2 separate regions of the Lactuca sativa genome follow, and region 1 is linked to region 2. The links are chromatin contacts, called in public Hi-C maps. All regions are on one chromosome and are shown on one strand. Each heading gives the region's core, a stretch centred on a gene start, on an enhancer-like site or on the middle of the called end of the contact. The rest is flanking DNA. Distances are from core to core; before and after follow the strand shown.

Region 1 (6,846 bases), core at 1,441-3,940, 410 kb before region 2:
TTTTTTTTAAATATAACAATAATGTTGTTGTTAAATTTGATATAATAATTTGTATACTAAATTGATATAATATATTGATTATTTTGAATTATATGATAATATATACATCTATTAAAAATGCATAATCTCAATTTTTGAATGACCTCTCCCCGCGGGTTACTCATGAATAAAATTAAATATAATATATGGTTTAATGTTATTTATAGTTGTTGTTATTGTTAATTAATTTTTTAAAATTTATTTATTTAACGTTTTAATTTCTATTATTCTAATTATTTAAAACATCAAACAATTTTTTTAAAATTTAAAGATAACAATATAATCATTTATATAGAGTTATTTTTAACTATTGTTATTGTAAGTTATTTTAAGTTACTTATTTGAAAACTTTTAACGATTCTAAAAATATCTCTAGGAAATATTTAGTTAAATTGATATTACAATTTAGTTTTTGCATTTAGCACTACAATTTATCACTTTTAACCATTCACAAAATATTCTTTGGGTCTTTTAAATGGAACTGAAATTTATATTGAAGTTGACCCAATAATGTTTTTTTAAATTAACAATTTAAGTATTTTGTCCAAACTGTTCAAAAGTTATAGCTTTAAACTGATAATGGTTTACATACAACAATATATTAAATATAATAAAATAAGTATAATATATTAAAAGTTAAAGACATAAATTTATAAGTAGCAGTAAAAATATTATTTTAATATTGAAATTTAGTTTATTTATGATTACACTTTAGGTTTGATACTTATTTAACCTTATTAACCAACTTATAATCATTATTAGAAAGACACTATAATTTTTCACTTTTAACTATTTACAAAATATTATTTAGATTGTTTATGTTGAACTAAAATTTATATTTAAGTTGATCATGTAAGGTTATATTTAAATTTACAATTTAAGTATTTTATACAAATTGTTCAAAAGTTGTAGCTTTAAAATGATAATGGTTTACATACAATAACCTATTAGACCTAATAAATTAAGTATAATATGTTAAAAGTTAAAAACATAATTTTATAAGTAGAAGAAAATATATTCTTTTAATATTAAAATTTAGTTTATATATGATTACATATTAGGTTTTTATATTTATTTAACCTTATTAACCAACTTATAATCATTATTAAAAGAAATTGAAAAGTCATGGGGGTTTCAAATGAATGTGGTGAAAGGAAAAATGTTTCATTTATAAGTATATAATGATAATGATGATATATATATATATATATATATATATATATATATATATATATATATATATATATATATATATATATATATATAAAGTGGAAGAAAGTTGGAAAAAGGGCACAAGAATTGGTAGATATGAAGGAGAACTTTGACACACACAATTTAATAGCAAAAGAAAGAGTTGAAGTGCAACGTGAGCATTTGAATTTTCTTTAGAAGCAAGCATGGGAGGAGAGAGAGCTTCGCGAGCAAGCACAAATGATGAACCAATTGACAATTATTTGGTCTAATGAGGAAAATTTGTTGCCCCAAGATTTGGAAGTGCTTCGAGCAATGAAAGAGAAGATTCAAAAGACTTATTTGGGCTATCATTATTGTTTTAAATTATGTTTTATATTAGGACTATTGTATTTTTTTTTCTTTTAATGTTTTTTTAGTTTTTCAATGTTTGCTTAATTAAAAAGTTAGGTTTTATTTAAATAACATGTTTTATTAAATTACATTTGTTTTTATAAATACTAAAAAAAAGAAACGATGACATGGAAATTAGTGGGTGTTAGAGCATCTCCCAACGATTAAGTTATACTAAGAATTAAAACTATTGCCACATCATTATTCCAAAAACTTTAACCTCTAATTAAATAATCTCTCCAATGGTTAGCCTTTTTTTTATTTTATTTTATTTTATAATATAACATAAAAGTTAACTAATTTACCCATATCTATCTAAAATGTTCTATAAAACCTTCTTATTTATTTATTTGTTGTTTAAACACACATCATATTTTAATTTATTAAAAATATTAAAAAACGTTGTTTCAAAAGAAATATATTACAAAATTTCGTTCAAAAAAATTAATACGAAAACTATTACGAAATATTTATAAAAAAGTTATATGATCATTATAATTTTATATTGTATAAATGAAATGTCATTAAATACTTAACAAAAATAATTATTTAGAATAAAAATAAAAAAATATTTAAAACTAAATATATTTAAGTGTTTAAAATGAAATATAACTAAAGTATAAAGGTATGAAGGTGATAAGTGACAAAAAAATAGAAATATATTGATCACTCAATATATTGAGTGATTAATAGAAAATAATAAATAGTTATATATAACATTTTGATTATAACATTTATTTTATAATAACAATGATGTAACATATAAGATACATTAAAAATGATGCTATAACATGTTTTAATGTATCGTCTTTACTTAATAGTGTTATACATTACTTAATAGTGTTATACATTGAAAACCTAAAATGAATTTTCATTTTATGTAAAGCGAAAAGAATACATCGTTTAATACCAGATGAATATTAACTATGTCACGTTTAAGAATCATCAACCTAAAATAAAAATAAAAAATAAAAAAACATTTTATCACTTTCCATTCTAATCATATTCATGTGTCGTCCTTATCAAATAAACCAATATTAATAACTCAAATTAGCAGTCGATTTCCATATGGCATGTGGCATATGGCGTATGGGGGCTACATGACACTACGCTTGTTGCCTTGTTCCTCGTTTCGTTTCTCCAAAACCACTGCTCGTGTCCCAATCTATCAGCAACGAACCCATCACAAACAATTACAGACAGATACTGCAGATGCATTATTATTGCATATATAACTCATCTGGCTTTTCAATTCTCTCGTGAATTCATAATTTTAATAAGCAACCCTAACTAATTCCTCTCCGTCGACGTGTGGTTATGGCGGTTTCAGAGGAGGAATCATCGTCGGCGAGTCGGAACAACTCAAGATCACCGTTGCCCCGCGGTGGCCCTCACTACCTCGCTAAATGTGTTCTTAAAGGAAGCGTTGTCCTTCAAGTCGTCTACGGTCACATCCGATCCCCTTCCTCTAAAGACATCGTTTTCGGCAAGGTTTTATTTTGCTTTCCTTTGCAAAATTCAACTCAATTTCATGTTATATAACGGTTTCTATGCAGATATTATGCCCAATTTCTAGAATATAAAACAGTAAAAATTGTCCCAAAGCCTTATTGGAAGTGATTCGAACTTCGACATCACACTGTATATGCAGTAGAAAAGCGCTTTAAGATTGCCTGTAAATGATGTATAATATGGTATTTTTAATCTGTAACGTTTTCACCCATCTTATTGGTGTAGGAAACATCCTTAGAGTTGGTAGTAATCGATGATTATGGAGTCCTCCAGTCCATATGTGAGCAGCCTGTATTTGGAACAATTAAAGATGTTGCTGTTCTTCCCTGGAATAAGAGTTTTCATAGAGCAAGTCCACAGGTACATTCACATCATTTGATTTCTAAAATCTTATTAGTGTTCTGGAAAAACCTATTGCATTTGCTTGTTAAAATCTTGTTTGCTTGTATGCTGTTGTAGGTACAAGGAAAAGACCTATTGCTTGTTACTTCAGATTCTGGAAAACTCTCAGTTCTCACATTCTCAAATGAAATGCACAGGTTTCTTTTCTTGTTCTTTGCATACATACAATGATCACAAAAAGACAGGTCTTATTTCTCATTTAATTGCTCTATACTTTGTTTTGTAATACTGTCTTGCTGTACACTCCACTTGCTTAGGTTCTATCCTTTGACACAAATTCAACTATCCAGCTCACCTGGAAACCTAAGGCATCATGTTGGAAGAATGTTGACTGTTGATTCCAAGTAAGTTTTTATTATGGTTGAATTAGTTTACACTTGACTAATATATGGAGTTTCCAGCATATGTAACTGTTTTAATTCTCATTTTTCAGTGGCTGTTTCATTGCTACAAGCGCATATGAGGACCGTTTGGCTTTGTTCTCAGTTTCTAGTTCAAGTGATGCTGACATCATCGATAAGGTTAACAACTTCTTCTATCATTATATTGGGTTCTTAAGATTGTAAACATACTGATTCATCAAGATTCAAGATTCAAGATTTAAGATGCCCTTTTTTTCTTTTACTTGCAGAAAATATTTTTTCCTTCTGACACTGAAATGAATACAAGTACAAGCATTGGAGTTCCTGGTATACATGGTACTATATGGAGCATGTGCTTCATCTCAAAAGATTTGAGTCAAAGTCAACCGAGTAAAGAGCACAACCCTGTGTTAGCCATTCTTTTAAACAGGTATGATAATTAATTAATTCCTTATTGGTTAAATCATACTGAGGATTTATCCATTTAGGTAAGTTTGCTTTTACTTTTGCAGAAAGGGGTCACTACTGAATGAGGTTTTGTTATTAGAGTGGAATACTAGGGACAAATTTGTCCATGTACTTTCTCAATATGCTGAGCTTGGACCACTGGCACATGATATAGTTGAAGTTCCCCATTCTTATGGATTTGCATTTCTTTTTAGAGTTAGTGATGTTCTTTTGATGGATTTTAGAGATGCACACAACCCTTTATGTGTATACAGAACAAGCCTAAACTTTTTACCCTTGGTGATAGATGAGCATAATTTTGTAGACGAGTCATATAGAACAAATGATGTTGATGAAGAAGGTAACATCTGCAATGTTGCTGCATCTGCTCTTTTAGAGCTAAAAGACATAATTAAAGAAGATGACCCCATGAATATAGATGATGATTCTGGCTATTCATCAAAGTCAACATCCAATAGAGTTATCTCATGGACCTGGGAACCAAATGTAGAAAACCCAAGAATGATCTTTTGTGTGGATACAGGCGAGCTTTTTGTAATTGAACTCACTTCAGACTCAAATGGTCAAAAAGTCAAAGTCAACCTCTCTGACTGTCTCTACAAAGGTTCACCTTTCAAAGAGCTTTTATGGGTTGAAGGTGACTTTTTAACAGCACTTGCTGAAATGGGAGATGGAATGGTTTTGAAATTCGAAGAAGGAAAGCTCCACTACAAAAGCCTTGTTCAAAACATTTCACCAATCTTGGATATGTCACTAGTGGATTACCATGATGAAAAACATGAACAAATGTTTGCTTGTTGTGGAATCACACCCGAAGGATCTTTAAGGGTAATCCGGAATGGAATCAGTCTAGAAAAACTTTTAAAAACTGCCCCTGTTTATCAAGGAATCACAGGTACTTGGACAATTAAAATGAAATCAACCGATTCTTTCCATTCTTTCCTTGTGTTATCTTTCGTAGAAGAGACACGTGTACTTTCAGTTGGTGTTAGTTTCACAGATGTAACCGATTCAGTTGGATTCCAACCAGATGTTTGTACATTAGCATGTGGTGTTATTGATGATGGAGTGTTGGTTCAAATCCACCGTAATGCAGTCCACCTATCTTTACCTACAACCTCTGCTCACCCTGATGGCATCCCTTCCACATCTCCAAATTTTACATCTTGGTCCCCTGATAACATGAACATTAGTCTTGGAGCCATCGGGGGTAAATTTGTAATTGTAGCAACTTCAAATCCATGTTATCTATTCGTTCTTGGAGTCAGACATGTGACACTTCATCAATATGAAGTGTATCAAATCCAAAATGTCAGATTGGAATACGAATTGTCTTGCATTTCCATTCCTCAAAAGCCAATTGAAATTGGAATTGGAATTGGAATTGGGAATGGGAATGGGAATACGTTTGTTATAGGGACACATAGGCCTTCTGTAGAGGTTCTATCTTTTAAACCTGATGAAGGTATAAAAGCTGTTGCAATTGGATCAATTTCATTGGTGAACAGCATTGGGACAACCATAAGTGGCTCTGTACCACAAGATGTGCGCATTGTACAAGTTGATAGAGTTTATATACTTTCAGGGCTTAGAAATGGCATGCTACTTAGGTTTGAGTGGCCTTCTGAATCCACAAACTCACCTATGCGTTCTTCAATGATGGCAAAAGACGAATATACCCCTGTTTCTCTTCAGTTGATTTCAATCCGACGTATTGGAATCACACCTGCTTTCTTAGTTCCATTAAATGATCTCCCTGATGCTGACATCATCGCCCTCAGTGACAGACCTTGGTTATTACAAACTGCAAGACACAGCCTTTCATACACTTCCATCTCATTCCAAGCTTCCACACATGCAACTCCTGTATGTTCAAGTGAATGCCCTAATGGGATCTTATTCGTCTCAGACAACAGTCTCCATTTGGTAACACTTTTTCAAAATTACCAAATTACCCTCGCATCTTTATGCTTTTAACATTTTTTTTGTTTTAGTTGGAAATGGTGCATAGCAAGAGGCTGAATGTGCAGAAGTTTCACCTTGGAGGGACACCACGGAAGGTTTTATATCATTCTGAAAGCAAATTGTTGTTGGTTTTGAGGACAGATTTGAGTGATGATTCGTGTTCATCTGATATCTGTTGTGTGGACCCGTTGAGTGGTTTGATTTCATCATCTTTTAAACTTGAGCCTGGAGAAACAGGGAAGTGTATGGAGTTGTTAAAAGCTGGAAGTGAACAGGTGTTGGTGGTGGGCACTAGTCTCTCCACTGGCCCTGCCATAATGCCAACTGGTGAAGCCGAAAGGTTAAATAATATACTCTACTCTTGACTAAATTACAAAAACTGTCCCTGTGCTTTCTGATTTTTACCATATGTAGTCCCAATTTGTAACTCTTCTCAGTTTTGGTCCTTATTGAAAGTGTTCCATGAAGCATAAGGCAAAACCTATAAAAATAGGACTGAAATGAACAAGGTTTC
Region 2 (7,026 bases), core at 4,406-6,905:
TTTATGTTTATAGACAGAAAGGGAGGCGTATGAAGTTATAGTGGAAGATGGAAAATTTATGTACAAACATAATAAGATTATAATAGATACAACGGGTGAATCGGATGATGTTAAGTGGATATTTGTTCTTAGCACATCAATGGTTTTATATATTGGAATGAAACAAAAAGGAAAATTTCAACATTCAAGTTTTTTAGCTGGTGGAGCTACAATATCTGCTGGAAGAGTGGTGATTAAAGATGGTGTTCTAAAGGTATGTTTGAATAATTCAAAATGCTAATTGCTTTAATAAACAAATAATTGAAATTACATTGTTGTTTTTTTGCATGTAATGCTAATTAAAATGTGAAAATTGGCTCGATTCTTGTAGGCTGTTTGGCCTCATAGTGGACATTATCTCCCTACAGAAGAAAACTTTGATGCCTTCTTAACATTCCTTATGCAACACAATGTTGATGTTCATGCTGTTAAGGTACAATAATTGATCATATTCATTTGGTATTATTATATTATATGGGATTTTGTATTGAAGTATACTTTTTCTATGTTGCAGAAAAGCCCAGATAATGAAGAAGAAGAAGCAAGTTTTGAAATTGCTGGATTTGGTATGAGAAATAGTGTATCAGAACCGAGTATCTTTGAAGGCATAATACAAACAAACACCAAAACGTATCAAAGAAAGAACTCTAGAAAAGATCGATGCAGAAATCGTGTATATTTATCAACCGATTTGAAGGAAAAGATAACCAAACTTGAAATTCCAAAGAATGAAAAAGTTATCTTGGCTTTCCAGAATCAAGCTCTAGAACCAGAACCGGAATCGGAATCGGAATCGGAATCGGAATCAGATAGAACCACGGATTATGACACGGCAGAGGAGTTTTTATCTGATTTTGAACTTATGGTTTCCAAAAAGAATCTATTTGATTATGGTGAAGAAGATGGAGCATATGATGAACAACATGTCACACAAGAGAAGATTATGAAGAGGATAAATTCTCATAAAGAAAACAAGTCTTTTCAATTGGGTAAGCAACTTAGTTGCAAATGGACAACTGGAGCTGGGCCCCGCATTGGGTGTGTACGGGATTACCCTTTGGAGCTACAAGCACGTGCTATGGAAGAAATGTGTTTGTCACCCAAATGTAGTGCCACATCACCCAAAGGTAGTGCCATGTCACCTCGAAGATTTGGGATGCTTCTAGAAACAAGTAGTCCGGTTAAGAAAAGTCCACTTGGTCATGGCCAAAATCTTGAAATTGCAATGGTTTTTTAAAGAGGAAGGATTGAAGATTGGAGGGATCTTGAAATTAGGTGTAGTTTTCAAGAAAATTTTTGGAACTACATTTACATTGGTTGTTTAATGTTTAGCTTAGTTTATGTTGGGTCTATTTGGTGATAGCAACAACATGAATCTTTAGTTTTGATGGGGTTTCAAGAAAATTTTGGAACTTCTTGTTTTATAGGGTAGGGCTAAGATTTGCAGAGTTCTTTTGTAAAATTTTGTTGGTCTTACTTACCAAATATAGTAATAACATGAATATTGAAATTAGATTGAGTTTGCAAGAAAATATTGGAAATGGCAGGGGAGGGATGTTGAAGGGCTGCCTTTTAGTGTTTTGTTACTCTTGCATATAGCATCATGAATCTTGAAATTAGATGGACTTTTCAAGAAAATCTTGAAAATACATTTGTTTTGAACTTTGAAGATGCTAGATCTTAACCAATAATGGCCTTTTAATGTTTTGTTACGTTTTCAAAGAGGATCATGAGTCTTGAAATTAGATGGGATTTTCAAGAAAATCTTGAAAACGCACTTGTTTTGAATTTTGAAGATGCTAGATCTTAAACAATAATGACCTTTTAGTGTTTTGTTACTCTTGCAAATAGCATCATGAATCTTGCAAATAGCATCATGAATCTTGAAATTAGATGGGTTTTCAAGAAAATCTTGAAAATGCACTTGTTTTGAACTTTGAAGATGCTAGATCTTAAACAATAATGGTCTTTTTGTTACTCTTGCAAATAGCATCAAGAATCTTGAAATTAGATGGGATTTTCTAGAAAATCTTGAAAATACAAGTAGTTTTGAACTTTGAAGATGCTAGATCTTAACCCATAATGTAATTAAATTGTATGTGTCCATTTATGAGTGAGTAGTAGTATATAGGGAGGTGGCATCCATTTGGTACGACATAGTTTTTACTTATTTGCAAGCTCTTTTTGTATTGTTGCTGAGAATTGAACAAAATAAGTTAAACTTCAGATAAATGATAAACGATTTAGGTAAAACAACAGAATAAAACTATTTAAAAACTGCAAACGAAAAAACTTTGACTTTGAAGCCACCCAAGGAACAAGTGTTGCCAATTGACAACTATAGCTAGGGTGTTCAAAAATATTCGTATCCGAAATTCTGATCCGAAATTCTGAATCCGAATTATCCGAAATTTCGGATATCCAATTTTTCGGAATCAGAATTGGATAGTACTTTTCAGATTTTTCGGATAATTCGTATATCCGATATCCAAAAATTTTGATTTTATTTTATACATTATTTGTTATTTTAGTCACATATGTCTTATGATATGAATTTTAGTAACTAAAACATGTTGATAATATCCTTAATTAAATACCTATATTACTTCATATGCCTTTCTAATTTAAAAATATGTATTTTTAACTTAAAAACTTCACATGTTTTTCAAATTTTAGCAAAATTTCAAATTTTTTCGGATATCCGATTCCGTATCCGAAATTTCGGATACGGAATCGGATACCAAAAATCAACTTTTCGAAATTTCGGATATCCGAAATTCGGATATCGGAATTTTCGGATATTCGGTTATGAACACCCCTAACTATAGCTTTGAACTATAAAAAACGTGACATGTTGTTCATAGTAGGGATGAGCATAAGCAGGTACCCGCCTATTTTTGCTGGAACCGGAACCACTCCCGGAACCGCGGTTCTTAAGTTATTGGAACCGGAACCGGAACCGCCTACACCGGTTCCTAGAAAACTGAAACCGCTTCCAGAACCGCCGGAACCGGTTCCGGTTCCGGGTACCCGGCTTCTTAAATATAAAAGTTTTTATTTATAAATTATAGAGCATATGGCATGGATATTAACCTTTACAAACATCAGAAGTATAAGAATATGATAATAAAACAATTATAAAAACTTACATAGGCCACCTATTAAAATTTAAAAACACTTCCCACAATTAAAAAACATCATAGAAAACATTTCCAATCAAGTGAAATTTAACAAGTAGAGATGATAAAAATGAAAAATTACAAACAATAAACATAAAACAACAATAGGAAAACGCAACACAGCAAAAACAACATAGCCTTGAATTGGATCCATTGAACTTGTCAGCTCATCTGTCGAGAACAGTATACTGCATGCATATTCCATCAGTCTTTAACTTAGACCATTTTAGTAGCAAAAACCTGAAATTTAGGGGCAATGTTTTGGAAGAATGGAGGAATTATAGGTATTAGTAAAAGAAGTAAAAAAGAATAAATGATACTGAGACTGACTTTAGGAGAAAGTTTGCACATGCAGGTGAGGTGAAAGTTTAAATATGATAAAATATAATCTCAAAGTTTGCACAAACTTACAGGACAGAGGTCATAACTTATTTCATGCAGTGTCCTCTTTCGCTTTTGTTGGGTAACCTAAAAAAACCAACATCACGACTTATATACATGATTATTAAATGATTTTTATTAGGCAATAATATCTATATGCATACCAGGAATGCAAATAGCATGTCGTATGTGCTTGAGCTCATCCCAAAAATAGCACATCAACTGCAGCAACAATAAAAATCGGCCAGGTCATATTTGTATTAAGAAAAAAGAAAATAGAATCATAAATTCATAAATCATAATGTAAAATTTTGTATTAAGATATAAGCAGGGTAAAGGAAGAATTAGAATTTACCACACTGTCTACTAAAACACTCAATATCTCTGTGTTTTTCTTGTAAAATTCTGCCTGTCTATCACTGAATGCAGTGATTTCTACATGATAAACACATAATTAAGAAAAAAATTGGATCAAATTATGTTTAAAAGTAATGTGAAAGTGAAAGTGAAACTCACATGTTGGACAAACGAAAGTGAAATGAAGAGGGTAGAAAAAGAAAATGACATATTTCTTGCCATTGTAGTCAAAGAGCTTAACCTATAATTCATAAATTTCTTACAAAGTTATGAAATCTGGGATTTTATATATAATCAATGATATGAGTTGATTTAGTTACTTTGATGAATTCTTGATCAAAAACAGTTTCGACTTCAAAATCTGGTGCAACATATCCAACTAGTGGAAGGCCCTATAAACACTAAAATACATTCTAGAATTTCAAATCCATATCGAATACATCTACTTCCATAATCAACGAGCACATGATAAGAAAATTTAGATATTGGTATAATGGTGTTGTAGAACATAGTTTCAATTATGTGAATGAACAAATGTCTAATGTTCGATCCTCACCACACGGCTAAACAAAGTGAGAGATTGTGAGCTACTTACAGCTTTGACGATGAAGCCATTCCGACGGGAGGTGGAGGGACGGAGGGAGAGGGGGAGTGGAGGGATTTAGATTGGAAACTGAAGGATGCAGAGCTGGAGAATGATAGGGTTTGAAGAGTTTTCCGAAGTCTCCGTAACACTGATTGAGCCTTCAATTGAGCCTACTGATTGAAGCGTCGATTGAACATAACGATTGAAGACTACTGTCGTATTTCTGGTTAATCGGTAACGGGAGTGATCGAAGCATCGATTGAAAAAACGATGATTGGTTTGAGAGGGGAGAGTGACGAGAAGAAGAGAGGCTATGGTGTCAGCGTGTTCTTTTTTCTTTCATCAAAAACCCTAAAACGACTAAGGTAAGGAAATCAGATATAAGTTCTTTTGCCCTGTTTTTTTATAAAAAAATTAACAAAATATAAAAATTTAATTTATATATTCTTTATGAAAAAGGCGGGTACCCGGCGGTACCGGTTCCGGTTAACCGCTGGTTCCGGGTACCCGGTATTGGAACCGGAACCGGCGGGTATCCAACGGGTATCGGTTTCGTAAAAATAAGAATTGGAACCGGAACCGCGTAAGGCGGTTCTGGTTCCGGAACCGTCTAAGGTGGTTCCAGTTCCGAGGCAGTTCCGGTTCCAAAAGCAGATACCCGCTTCCATTGCTCATCCCTAGTTCATAGCTCCACCAACCCAACAGTTGTCTCAAAATAAGATTAAATGTTCTTTTGTTTCCAATTAATCTTGTATCAACCTTTTTATTGTTCTAACTGAAATATAATACCTATGAAGTATAACAAAAGTATCCACATTGCCAAAAATAAGTTGTATAATATTAAAAAGTTTGTATAAGGTATGTTATGGCTTAGGGAATATGTTAAAATATCAAGTTGCAAAAAATGAGAGGTACATGAGCTAGAAAATTTTCTCATATTCTATCAATTTTTTGTCCAAATTATTATTGTGTTGTTATTAAGTTTCTACATGTTTATTTTATAAAATTTCAGGGTTTATAATTTTGTTTATCTCTATAATAAACTATAATAAAGTTAAGTTAAAATATGATAAGCTAGTTTGGGCTTTTTAATTTGGCCCATGATATAAACCCAAAGAAAGAGAAGAAGCCCTATCCGGCTATCCCTCTACTCTACACAATAAAAACCCAATTAGGGTTTTTTCATCTTCTTCTTCTTTGAAGGCGGAGCTTGGCGATTTGCAGCACCAGTTTTTGCACGCATTTGCCACCAAGAAATCGGAGGTTAGTGACCTCTCCGATACTTAAACCATCTTCATCATTCATGTTCGATTTAGTCACTTTAGTCTTTAGTCTTATTGTTGTTTAGTGTTTGTTTTCAATCTGTTAAATAGGGAATTGCAAGAATGGCGGAAGTTGCTCCTATTGTTGTTGAAGATGGAAAGAGTCGCAGCGAAGTTTTGCTCTTCAACCGATGGACCTACGACGATGTTCAGGTTAATATCTCTATACCTCAGTGTAAAATCTTTTATTTGCATTCAACACCCATAGATTCTTAATTCCTATTCCTGTAGACGACAATCATCACCATGAATCACTAATTCCATACAATACTAAATCACAGTTTGTTAGAACATGACTGTGTTTAAGACTTTGAACAAAAGATATGTAATTTCTCAACAGGTTCCTGATCTCTCTGTGGAAGATTACATCACTGCGACTGCTTCCAAACACCCAATTTACATGCCACACACAGCAGGAAGGTATCAAGCTCGAAGATTCAGGAAGGCCCAGTGCCCCATTGTTGAACGATTAACCAACTCCCTCATGATGCACGGAAGAAACAACGGAAAGAAATTAATGGCTGTTCGCATTGTCAAACATGCCATGGAGATCATTCATCTCTTAACCGATGCTAATCCCATCCAAATCATTGTTGATGCTGTTATCAACAGGTATATAAAGATTACATCTTTCTGTTTCCAATTCCAATTCGAATTCCATTAAAGTTCTTGAACATTTTTTGGTGTTTTTGTAAATATAAACAGTGGGCCAAGAGAAGATGCAACCAGGATTGGTTCAGCTGGTGTTGTGAGGCGGCAGGCGGTGGATATTTCTCCCCTGAGACGTGTGAATCAGGCTATCTATCTGCTTACTACTGGTGCTAGAGAAAGTGCTTTCAGAAATGTCAAGACTATTGCAGAGTGTCTTGCTGATGAGCTTATCAATGCTGCAAAGGGCTCATCAAACAGGTAATTTGATCTTTGTTTTTTTGGTTATAAATGCAGTTGCAAAATGAGATTTTGATTTATTTGTTTAAGATGTGTAATAAATTTGGTTTCTATAATGTTTTATAAAAAATTGCAGCTATGCTATTAAGAAGAAGGATGAGATTGAGAGGGTTGCAAAGGCCAATCGTTGAAGAAGCATTGTGTGCTTGTTTTTTTTGGTAGAGTTATGTTTTTGATGTCATGAAAACAGTTTATTTTGAAATGTTTATGTTTT

Evidence for each region. A called contact is a pair of places that touch in the nucleus more often than the background predicts.
Region 1: a Hi-C map of leaf shows a contact between it and region 2, with 9 times the contacts expected there. The contact joins the promoter of LOC111917529 here to the promoter of LOC111893171 in region 2. A contact is called at or near these places in 3 of 4 Hi-C or Micro-C datasets (leaf and seed).

What each region holds. Positions count from the first base shown.
Region 1 is chr2:139,261,636-139,268,481 of Lsat_Salinas_v11, reverse strand. LOC111917529 (DNA damage-binding protein 1b) reads left to right here and starts at 2,690. Exons shown (of 15, transcript XM_023913208.3): 1 at 2,690-3,114; 2 at 3,361-3,495; 3 at 3,595-3,674; 4 at 3,795-3,881; 5 at 3,971-4,058; 6 at 4,169-4,329; 7 at 4,412-6,293; 8 at 6,362-6,672. The coding sequence starts at 2,941.
Region 2 is chr2:138,856,098-138,863,123 of Lsat_Salinas_v11, reverse strand. LOC111893171 (40S ribosomal protein S5) reads left to right here and starts at 5,655. Exons shown (of 5, transcript XM_023889239.2): 1 at 5,655-5,805; 2 at 5,916-6,017; 3 at 6,205-6,476; 4 at 6,570-6,773; 5 at 6,889-7,026. The coding sequence starts at 5,928. The coding sequence ends at 6,943. LOC111893158 (a long non-coding RNA gene) reads right to left here and starts at 4,914. Exons shown (of 5, transcript XR_002850825.3): 1 at 4,552-4,914; 2 at 3,955-4,034; 3 at 3,764-3,821; 4 at 3,630-3,686; 5 at 3,151-3,458. LOC111893151 (IQ domain-containing protein IQM6) reads left to right here. Exons shown (of 9, transcript XM_023889216.3): 7 at 14-253; 8 at 371-472; 9 at 554-1,552. The coding sequence ends at 1,276.